Linked DNA regions of Mus musculus: region 2 is linked to region 1. Evidence: chromatin contacts called from public Hi-C data. All regions are on one chromosome and are shown on one strand. The core of a region is the stretch at or near the end of the contact, and the rest is flanking DNA. Distances in the headings are between cores, read along the strand shown.

The links. A called contact is a pair of places that touch in the nucleus more often than the background predicts.
Region 2: a Hi-C map of muscle stem cells shows a contact between it and region 1, with 2.6 times the contacts expected there. The contact joins two enhancer-like sites. A contact is called at or near these places in 6 of 484 Hi-C or Micro-C datasets (cerebral cortex, cortical neurons, embryonic stem cells and 2 more).

What each region holds. Positions count from the first base shown.
Region 1 is chr10:90,429,848-90,434,574 of GRCm38.p6, reverse strand. All of the region lies in intron 12 of Anks1b (ankyrin repeat and sterile alpha motif domain containing 1B), which reads right to left. Among named protein-coding and RNA genes, the nearest start is that of Anks1b, 560 kb to the right of the region's middle. Within about 2 kb of position 1,869, at least 41 of the 459 cell types and tissues checked have an H3K27ac peak or open chromatin away from gene starts, as enhancers often do. A contact at or near this core is called in muscle stem cells, where this site is marked.
Region 2 is chr10:90,597,824-90,602,642 of GRCm38.p6, reverse strand. The region is part of intron 15 of Anks1b (ankyrin repeat and sterile alpha motif domain containing 1B); the gene reads right to left. Among named protein-coding and RNA genes, the nearest start is that of Apaf1, 480 kb to the left of the region's middle. Within about 2 kb of position 2,737, at least 9 of the 459 cell types and tissues checked have an H3K27ac peak or open chromatin away from gene starts, as enhancers often do. A contact at or near this core is called in muscle stem cells, where this site is marked.

The DNA of each region.
Region 1 (4,727 bases), core at 620-3,119:
GTGCTTACATGGGGTAAAGAATACTGCTGTTCCTAATCAGGGAGCGCACACAGAAGGACCTCACCTCATTAGCAGGGGGTAAAAATTCTGCTCTGATGTTACCATTGCTGTCCTCTGGCCTAACATGATTTAAAAACTACCATGTTCCCAAGTAACTCAACTGCGCTCAAGAAAAACCTCTCAAGACTATTTTATAGGTTACACAGGTTCAAATAAGGTGAAAACATACAATGTCTGACATCTGATCCGAAACTACCAGGCATGAAAACAAGCTGGGTACGTGAGACAGGACACAGGATAAGAAAATAAGACAAACTGCTCAGAACTTACAGATAATAGGGGGGACGTCAGAAAACAAGCCAAGCATGCATTAGACCTCTGTCCTTGATGGTACAGCCAGAGGGACATAAACAAAAAGGCTCAATCAAAGAAACATAGGTCAGAATTCAGTGTGAGATGAAAAATATATGGAGCAATGACAAGGGCAAATTCTGTCACATAAAGAGGTCACTAGGCAACCAAACAACAGTCCTACCCTATTAATTTATCTGAAATAAAACCCAGAGGAACAAACGAAAGATGAGCAGGAGATCAGCTACTTGTGGGGCAACTTGAAACAGCTGAACATGTGAACAGAGGGAGTCCCTAGAAAAGGCCAAAGGAAAGAGAAAGAATGTGTGTATTTGTGTGTGTGTGTGTGTGCGCGTGCGCACGCACGTACGCGCATGTGGTGTTTGAGAATAATTATTATATTTCACTCTAGTGGTGTGTTGAATTACAGTTTATTCCAACTCTAAAATCCTACAACTCATGATTGTTTTCTACATTGAGGGTTGTAATTCCTTCCAAGACTTTTTTCTTCTGTGATTGCCTATCCCTGCTTGAGAAAGATTGGGTTGAAAGGGGGAGCATTTAATGGATGCAGGTGTTCTGCAGATGTTAAAGATACATTGCTTGTACTGATATATCTGGGCTTGAAAATGTGAGCAAATTATGTTTAGAAGTTTCCAGCATTCATATACAAAGTTGCTTGATCTTCCCTGCTTCAAGGAGCTGATTCAAACCAAAACCTCTTCCAAAATGATTATAAGCTCCAAACTCAACTACTAAAGAATATGCCAACCTATAACCAATAGGAAAATGGAGCTAATTTTAATTCCATCAGTGTCAAACTAATCAAACAGGTTTGTATTTTAAACAGCATGTCAGATATTTGATATTTAGGGACTCAACTTACATACAGTTTGAGAGAACATGCAAGTATCAATTAAGAGACTTCAATAAGTTCATTATTTGGTGTTTAAAATATATATGTAGGTTCATTGAACACTGGTGGACCAAACAAACAAACAAACAAACAAACTATGGCCACTTAACCTTCTAAACTATATTTTACACCTTAATTTTATAAAATTTTAAATACAATTAAATGAGTACTAACAATCTATATGCTTTATAGAATATATATCTGTATGTGTTCATAAATATGCGTTTTAGACATGATATGCTCTTATGACTTTCTTGATTGATTATGACACCTCTAGATTTACTCAACTTTTCCAGAAGAGAGACAGAACTGTAATACGGAGCTAGATATCACTGAAAAAGTAAACTAGTAGCAGTAAATGTCAAAATTCCCCCTTCATATGGCATCTCTAATTATAAACTGACACTAGCAAAGCATTGGCAGCATCATATTGCCAGCATCCGCAGGCTCTTACAGCTGCGGTCAAATCTCCAGCATCTCTCCTACATTTGCCTTTCGTTCATGACATTTGATCAGTCAACAGTACGGAGCCCTTGTGTTCTCCTGGGCCACCCTGCAGTTCAAAACTCCAGCCTGTTTCAGGTTGCTCTGAAAGCGGGTAGGGAGCACAGTGCAGCTTTCCGAATGAGAGCTGCACATATCAATCACAGCAGCGGCTGCTTGGGTACCAGCCTTGGCAGAGGTGAAGCTGGGGTGCTCGCCGGGAAGAGAAAAGCTGTCTGGGATGAAAATGGAGGCGAAACAATTTAGGCAGCTGGGGGAGGATTCTGAAGACGGGAAAGATTGGATTTCCAGGGCTTCGATAATGAAGACAGAGATGGTTTAAATTTATGGGAAGCAGACAGGAGAACTCAGCTTCAGGTCAGTTTAAAAAAAAAAAAAAAAAAAAACGGCATCTGGGGAGCTCTTCTACAGAGAAAATCACACAGGCTGAATCACGCTGGGGGAGTGAGCAGGGGAAAAGCTTGGCACTAGGGGCCTCATTTAAAGAGTAATAAAAAGCAGTAAAGACAACTCGCTCTAGCACAGCCTCAATTAAAGCCTGCATGGGTATGTGCCTGGCAACCTCAGCAGAAACCAGTAAGCAGCCCTACCCTTCCAGTGAGTTCTGTCCCCCGTGTCATCCATCTCTGAACCTCCCACATGAAATCCTCCTCCACAGTGGCCTCTGCCAAATGAATACCGTGACATCTCTGAGGAGCTTGTCAGAGATGCAGAATCACTGTTTCGACTCAGACGTACTGAAGTGGCACTGGTTTCCCAAGACACGTGTACGACTCTAGGGCACATTAAAGTTTGAGAAGTATCGCTTTACAATATACACAGTGCTCCTTTTGAGAGAGAGAGACAGAGACAGACAGACAGACAGAGAGAGAGGAAGAGAGAGAGACAGAGAGAGAGGAATTACCTTAGCATTTCACAGCAATGGCATATAGATTAGGAGTACCTGTCATGTTTTATCCTCTCTGCAAATATCCATTTAGCATAGTAAGCAATTAATTCACAGGCCTTGGGACCGAAGGAGGTTTTGGACTGTACTCTGTACTGTGTGAACTGCTAACCTCATAGAGTTATATAAACATTGTCCCAGTCCCGAAGGACATCACGGGCATCTTAGGAAATGGTTAATTTTTAAAAAGATAGCTTCGATGTCAAAAACATGTACTTGGCACTGAGGTAGCATGAGGAATGAGTGGTGGATGTATGTAAGAAGGTTGAGCAGGGTTTCCTGAGCTGGGGAGGTTTCTGTGCAGCCGATTTCCTTGCACTTAAAAAGGAAACTTTTTCTATTGTGTTGAACATGGGGCCTTGTGAGTAGACTAAAATATAACATAGCAGGAAAGCTTTAACTAAACCCCAAGGGCAAGAAATGGGTTGACCTGTCCAGATAATTTAAAGTAGATCCAGATGGCTGGGTTTAGGTTTTGAGGGCAGTGGACTGGGGTCTGGTGGTCGGAGATAAGGAGGAAGAACTTTGCAGGAGCGAGGCGCAGAGGGTTTGTAGACCAAGGACTTCAGGATGATTCCTATGGAGCAATAAAAGGAAGTTGGGACGAGTTTTAAGTAGGGCAATAACCAGATCCTGTCTGCATTTTAGAAACACCACACTGGAGGATGTTTGGGGAACGGTGATTAGCCAATTTGGCTGAAGTCTCAAGCACATGGAAGGAAGCAATGGTGTCTAGAAATGCAGCTTTGGATACAGATCACAGAGGATGCTGGCTGTCATGTTGCATGCTTAGTAGGCAGTGGGGAGCAAGAGGAAGCGTTTGACTGAGAAGAGACCGAAGGCAGGTGGCCAGTTAGAAGGTTACTGCAATCATTTAGGCAAGGGGGTAATAGAACCTGATGACTCCAAGAATAGAAATTAAGGGCTATATTCGAGGAGCAGGTGCATAATTATAAGCACAGTTTCATTACTCATTTCAGGGTGGCGCAATTTTATACACAAATCAGATCTTTATAAATGCTTCTATTTTCACATCCTAATATAGCCCCACTTTGGCACAAATCACACCGGGGAAGACACTCCTAAGGTCCGTGGGTCACCAAGGAAAAAAATCTTCCTGCTGCCCTAACTGTAGGTCCCTCTCTCAATGGTAGATGGACACTCAAAACTCAAATAGGAACCTCATGATAGAGCTGGCCTTTAGTCCCCTCTTTTGGTTGCTTTCCCACCTTAATTATTTGTCTAGGGAAGCATGCTATCATTATTGTTTGTCTTCATTAACCTCCAAGATAGCAACCTCCCCTTTCTCACCCTTACCCACTTCTACCCTCATGCATTGCCTTTATTAGAAATACCGACTTCTTGGTGGCATAGGGACATTGAAGCCCTGCTTCTATTTCTCATTATGATGGGTATCACTACCACTGAGTCACACCTACCTCAACTGATGCCAGGCTAGCTGTTATGTGATTTGAAGCTATGAAACTCCATTTCAGGTGACATTTCCAGAATTTCTTTAGAAAGCTTTTCCAAGTGTTTCAGTTATACATTGCAGAATATTTATAATTCTGGGTCAAGCATCATGCTTGGCTTGACTTCCAAAATACAGAACTCAAAAAAAGGTGGTTATTTTCTCCTCTAAAGGAAAAAAAATGTATCTTGATAAAATAGGAAGTAGCTCTGTATTATGTGTTTCCTGTACATCAATTTGCACCATGTGATCATTTGCCTTCTGGTATTGTCTGACTGTATTCTTTCTAATTCAAGATTCAAAAGGCCTAGGGAGTAAAGGGAAGCAACCATGCTGCAATCTTCACATTTAGGGAAACCTATTGTTATCCAAGCTTTTTATTTTTGTTAAGGTACTCACTCATAATAGAAGCTGCCCACACAATACCTACATGGAAGTCATATCTGATCAATAGTGTTTATCTCTCCAGCACTTTTGAATGGAACAGAACAAGGACTGAGGAATGTATGTGTACATCTATGTAAAATACATAAGAAACA
Region 2 (4,819 bases), core at 1,488-3,987, 170 kb before region 1:
ACTAAGGGGGGACTGAGGGGACTTTACCTTTTTACCAAATCTTGTATTTCTCTCCACAGATCATATTTCCTTTCATAAGACGGAATCACCTTTTGCTGAGATAGGGATGAACACACCTTATTTGAAAAAGACACTGTAAAATACACCGTAAAAGCTTCTTTTTTTTTTTTTTTTTTTTTTTTTTTTTTTTTTTTTTTTTTTTTTTTTTTTTCCCATTTTTTATTAGGTATTTAGCTCATTTACATTTCCAATGCTATACCAAAAGTCCCCCATACCCACCCACCCCCACTCCCCTACCCACCCACTCCCCCTTTTCGGCCCTGGCGTTCCCCTGTACTGGGGCATATAAAGTTTGCGTGTCCAATGGGCCTCTCTTTCCATTGATGGCCGACTAGGCCATCTTTTGATACATATGCAGCTAGAGTCAAGAGCTCAGGGGTACTGGTTAGTTCATAATGTTGTTCCACCTATAGGGTTGAAGATCCCTTTAGCTCCTTGGGTACTTTCTCTAGCTCCTCCATTGGGAGCCCTGTGATCCATCCATTAGCTGACTGTGAGCATCCACTTCTGTGTTTGCTAGGCCCCGGCATAGTCTCACATGAGACAGCTACATCTGGGTCCTTTCAGTAAAATCTTGCTAGTGTGTGCAATGGTGTCAGCATTTGGATGCTGATTATGGGGTGGATCCCTGTATATGGCAGTCTCTATATGGTCCATCCTTTCATGTCGGCTCCAAACTTTGTTTCTGTAACTCCTTCCATGGGTGTTTTTTTTCCCACTTCTAAGGAGGGGGCATAGTGTCCACACTTCAGTCTTCATTTTTCGTGGGTTTCATGTGTTTAGGAAATTGTATCTTATATCGTGGGTATCCTAGGTTTTGGGCTAATATCCACTTATCAGTGAGTACATATTGTGTGAATTCCTTTGTGAATGTGTTACCTCACTCAGGATGATGCTCTCCAGGTCCATCCATTTGGCTAGGAATTTCATAAATTCATTCTTTTTAATAGCTGAGTAGTACTCCATTGTGTAGATGTACCACATTTTCTGTATCCATTCCTCTGTTGAGGGGCATCTGGGTTCTTTCCAGTTTCTGGCTATTATAAATAAGGCTGCTATGAACATAGTGGAGCATGTGTCCTTCTTACCAGTTGGGGCTTCTTCTGGATATATGCCCAGGAGAGGTATTGCTGGATCCTCCGGTAGTACTATGTCCAATTTTCTGAGGAACCGCCAGACTGATTTCCAGAGTGGTTGTACAAGCCTGCAATCCCACCAACAATGGAGGAGTGTTCCTCTTTCTCCACATCCACGCCAGCATCTGCTGTCACCTGAATTTTTGATCTTAGCCATTCTCACTGGTGTGAGGTGGAATCTCAGGGTTGTTTTGATTTGCATTTCCCTGATGATTAAAGATGTTGAACATTTTTTCAGGTGCTTCTCTGCCATTCGGTATTCCTCAGGTGAGAATTCTTTGTTCAGTTCTGAGCCCCATTTTTTAAGGGGGTTATTTGATTTTCTGAGGTCCACCTTCTTGAGTTCTTTATATATGTTGGATATTAGTCCCCTATCTGATTTAGGATAGGTAAAGATCCTTTCCCATTCCGTTGGAAGGTCAAATCTAAGTGGATCAAGGAACTCCACATAAAACCAGAGACACTGAAACTTATAGAGGAGAAAGTGGGGAAAAGCCTTGAAGATATGGGCACAGGGGAAAAATTCCTGAACAGAACAGCAATGGCTTGTGCTGTAAGATCGAGAATTGACAAATGGGACCTAATAAAACTCCAAAGTTTCTGCAAGGCAAAAGACACTGTCAATAAGACAAAAAGACCACCGTAAAAGCTTCTATGAGTGAACCATCTGTTGAAAACTGAAAGTGAGCAGCATTTATATAGAAACTCTCAGTCCTTCAACGGGCTGGCGGAATGGCCTCATCCTCGTCACTTAACTTCTCGGTATCAGTTTTTTCATCAATCGAATGTGCATAATTCTTCCCTCTCTCTTGGGACTAATTAGAATCTACATACTGCAATGATTGCAAAAATGTCTACTTCAAAGTCTAATATTCTATAAATAGCATGCGTCTGGCCATAGAAAGACACAGTATCCTTAGTGTCTGTTTGGGCTTCATGGTTGGTGAAATTAGGACACAGGACCACGAATGAGTTGCCCAAGACTCTGAGTCAGACTTCCAGGCAGTGCAGAAGGAAGCGTTCATTTGAGTTCTCATTACTTCCTGTTGGGATGCAGTTATGCCCATGTAGAATTGAGGTGGAGACCTTAGTCACACTGACAGCTAATCTGAACCTGTTTGAATGGCTCCAGGAATTCCAGTCATTAAACAGAAACTGGCTTGCTCATCTGTACATTCCTCTCAAGTCAGTTGAAATAAATCCCCAGCACTTGATTTTCTGACCCGGTTCTCAGCTATTCAACACCAGCCCATGGTCTGGCATTATGAGAAATTTTCCAGTCTGTTGGGTGGAAGTAATCCAATCCTGCCACCGTGGAGGGAAACCGTGTATAGAGACAGAATCCAAGGAGACTGGAAAGGTTCTGAGACCTCGGAGAAGCAGAATTTGGTAGTAGCAAGTTTCGATAGGTTCAAGGAAAGGTGACTGAAACATCAAAAATAGACCATCCCAGGGAACGGGGCCACTCTGACTTGGAGCATGGAGAGAGCTAAAGAGCAGAACACGCCATGTCCAATTCTTCTGGGCACGATCAGCTGCTGCAGCAGGATGAGACAGATGGGACCATTTTAGGGCCAGGAAAGTGGGCCTCCCTCCTACTGGGGTGAAACAAGTACGGAGGAACAGATAGAAACGCAATAGTGATGGAAGGCGCTATGCTTTGAGGTAAATTGCCGCTCAAGAGGCATAGAGCAAAAGCAGGGCACAGTTAAAGCAGCTACTTCAGCAGGAAGCATCCCTCCAAGATAAAGAAGTACTCAAGTGTGCATGAGGTTCATGCTCCCTCCCACACAGTCTAGGGGTTCCGGGCCAGGCTGTCCTCAATCCTGCAGTCAGAAGGTCCTAAGTCTGACAATAGATATCAGGCCACAGTCATCTAGCCAAAGCGAACCATTGGTTAAAACTCTGGTTAAAAAGTAAGGTGTTCTGTGAACTCAGAGACTGTGGCAGCATACACATGCACAGGTTAAAACCAGAAGGGGGTCCTAGGACAGAGAGAAGGCTCCTACCCCTAACCAAGAAGCTATCTGCCATTGATAGCTACTGGCAAAGGAAAAAAAAAATCAGTTTTCTCCAATGGAGTCTCCCTGGTTATAGCAACCACACCTTGAGGTTGGCCCAATGCCCAAGAGTAGTTGGTCAACACAAAACCAACTCAATGGTATTTTTGAAAACTTCTTGTCTTAATTTACTTTGCTTGGGCATTAAAAAAAAACTGGTCTTGATTATTTTAGTTTTGTTTGGTTATGTTTGTTTTTGTTTGGTTGGTTTTTTTTTTTTTTTTGACTATAAAGTTGGGTGAGTGGAAAGGAAGAATCTACGAGGAATTGGGGGAAAATGTGGTCAAAATCCATTGTTTGAAAAAGACTTTTTCAATTAAAAAATGCTTTAAAAAGTAATAGGTTGTGTGTGATGCCCTGTGGAGGGTAGGGAGAGACTGAGGTTGGGACAGGATTCAGGACCTGCCAATTAAACAGAACTGGGGTAGCACAGCAGGACAGGGGAGCTGCAGGAATTATTTGATGAGCAGCCGCAGACACACACCTTATCAGTTTTGGCTTGATCTTTAGAGTAGGCTAAGGCTCAGGTCTGAGGTTCAGAGTCAGCGAGCCAGCTATGGACTGTTGGAATTATGCTCAAGTTCAGAACCAAGACAGGGGTGGAGAAGCCAGGAAGATACTTCTGTGCCTATCCTGGACGACCTTGCTGTCATTCTTCCAGGACTGACAAAGCAGAGTAAGATTTATAAATGACTCTGCATATGGGATGTAAATGTAAATATGTAAACGACTCTGGGAAAGGGAGATGGGGACACCTGGTTACTTAGGGAAGACTTTCATATACACTGCTGCCCTGGCTGTTTATCTCCCAGCAAAGAAAAGCTGTCCTGCATTACACCGAAATTTTTAAAGGATAAGTACATCAAAAATAAAAAAAGATGTGAAACTGTTAAAATTATCAGTGCTGAAGAATAACAGGATGACAGCTCTTCTAGCCTTTATTCCCACATCTATTATGTGAATAAGCCACAAGTAATGGGCGGATTCCCTACTGACTCTGAAATTCTATTTACGGTGAATTTGAGAGGGACATGGTCATCCTGTGTCCTTGATTTTGGGATTCCAATGTCCACTTCTATGGTCTCTGCCATTTGCTACAGTGCAATGGCTTTAAGGGAACATCAAGGCACACTGATGCTTGTCATGAGCTTGGTAACTTTAAAAATAATACTTAGTGACTTGCTGCACTTTTATCTTGACATATGATTTCGCTTTATGGAACATGAAGACGATACATTTTATATTTAGGAAGCATTTGCTAGGGAGGATGGTAGAGTAAAATTTAATTGATTTCTTCCCCCTCTGTAGCTCTTAAAGAAGTAGCATGTGACTCCAGATTAGTCGGCAACATGAATATTTCTGTAAAAAGGAATTTTTCCTTGCTTAGGCTGTTAAGTCTTACCCATCCTTGATACTTCCCTTTGTCTTACTCTCACAGACAAATATCACCATGTTTTATCTATCTCTGATTTTTGATTTCCTCCTCTTGTCTGTCCCCACAGCTGGCAAGGCTCTCCATTACCAAAGGCCTCTCTTGCTCACAGTCCTCCACTCCCACCCATC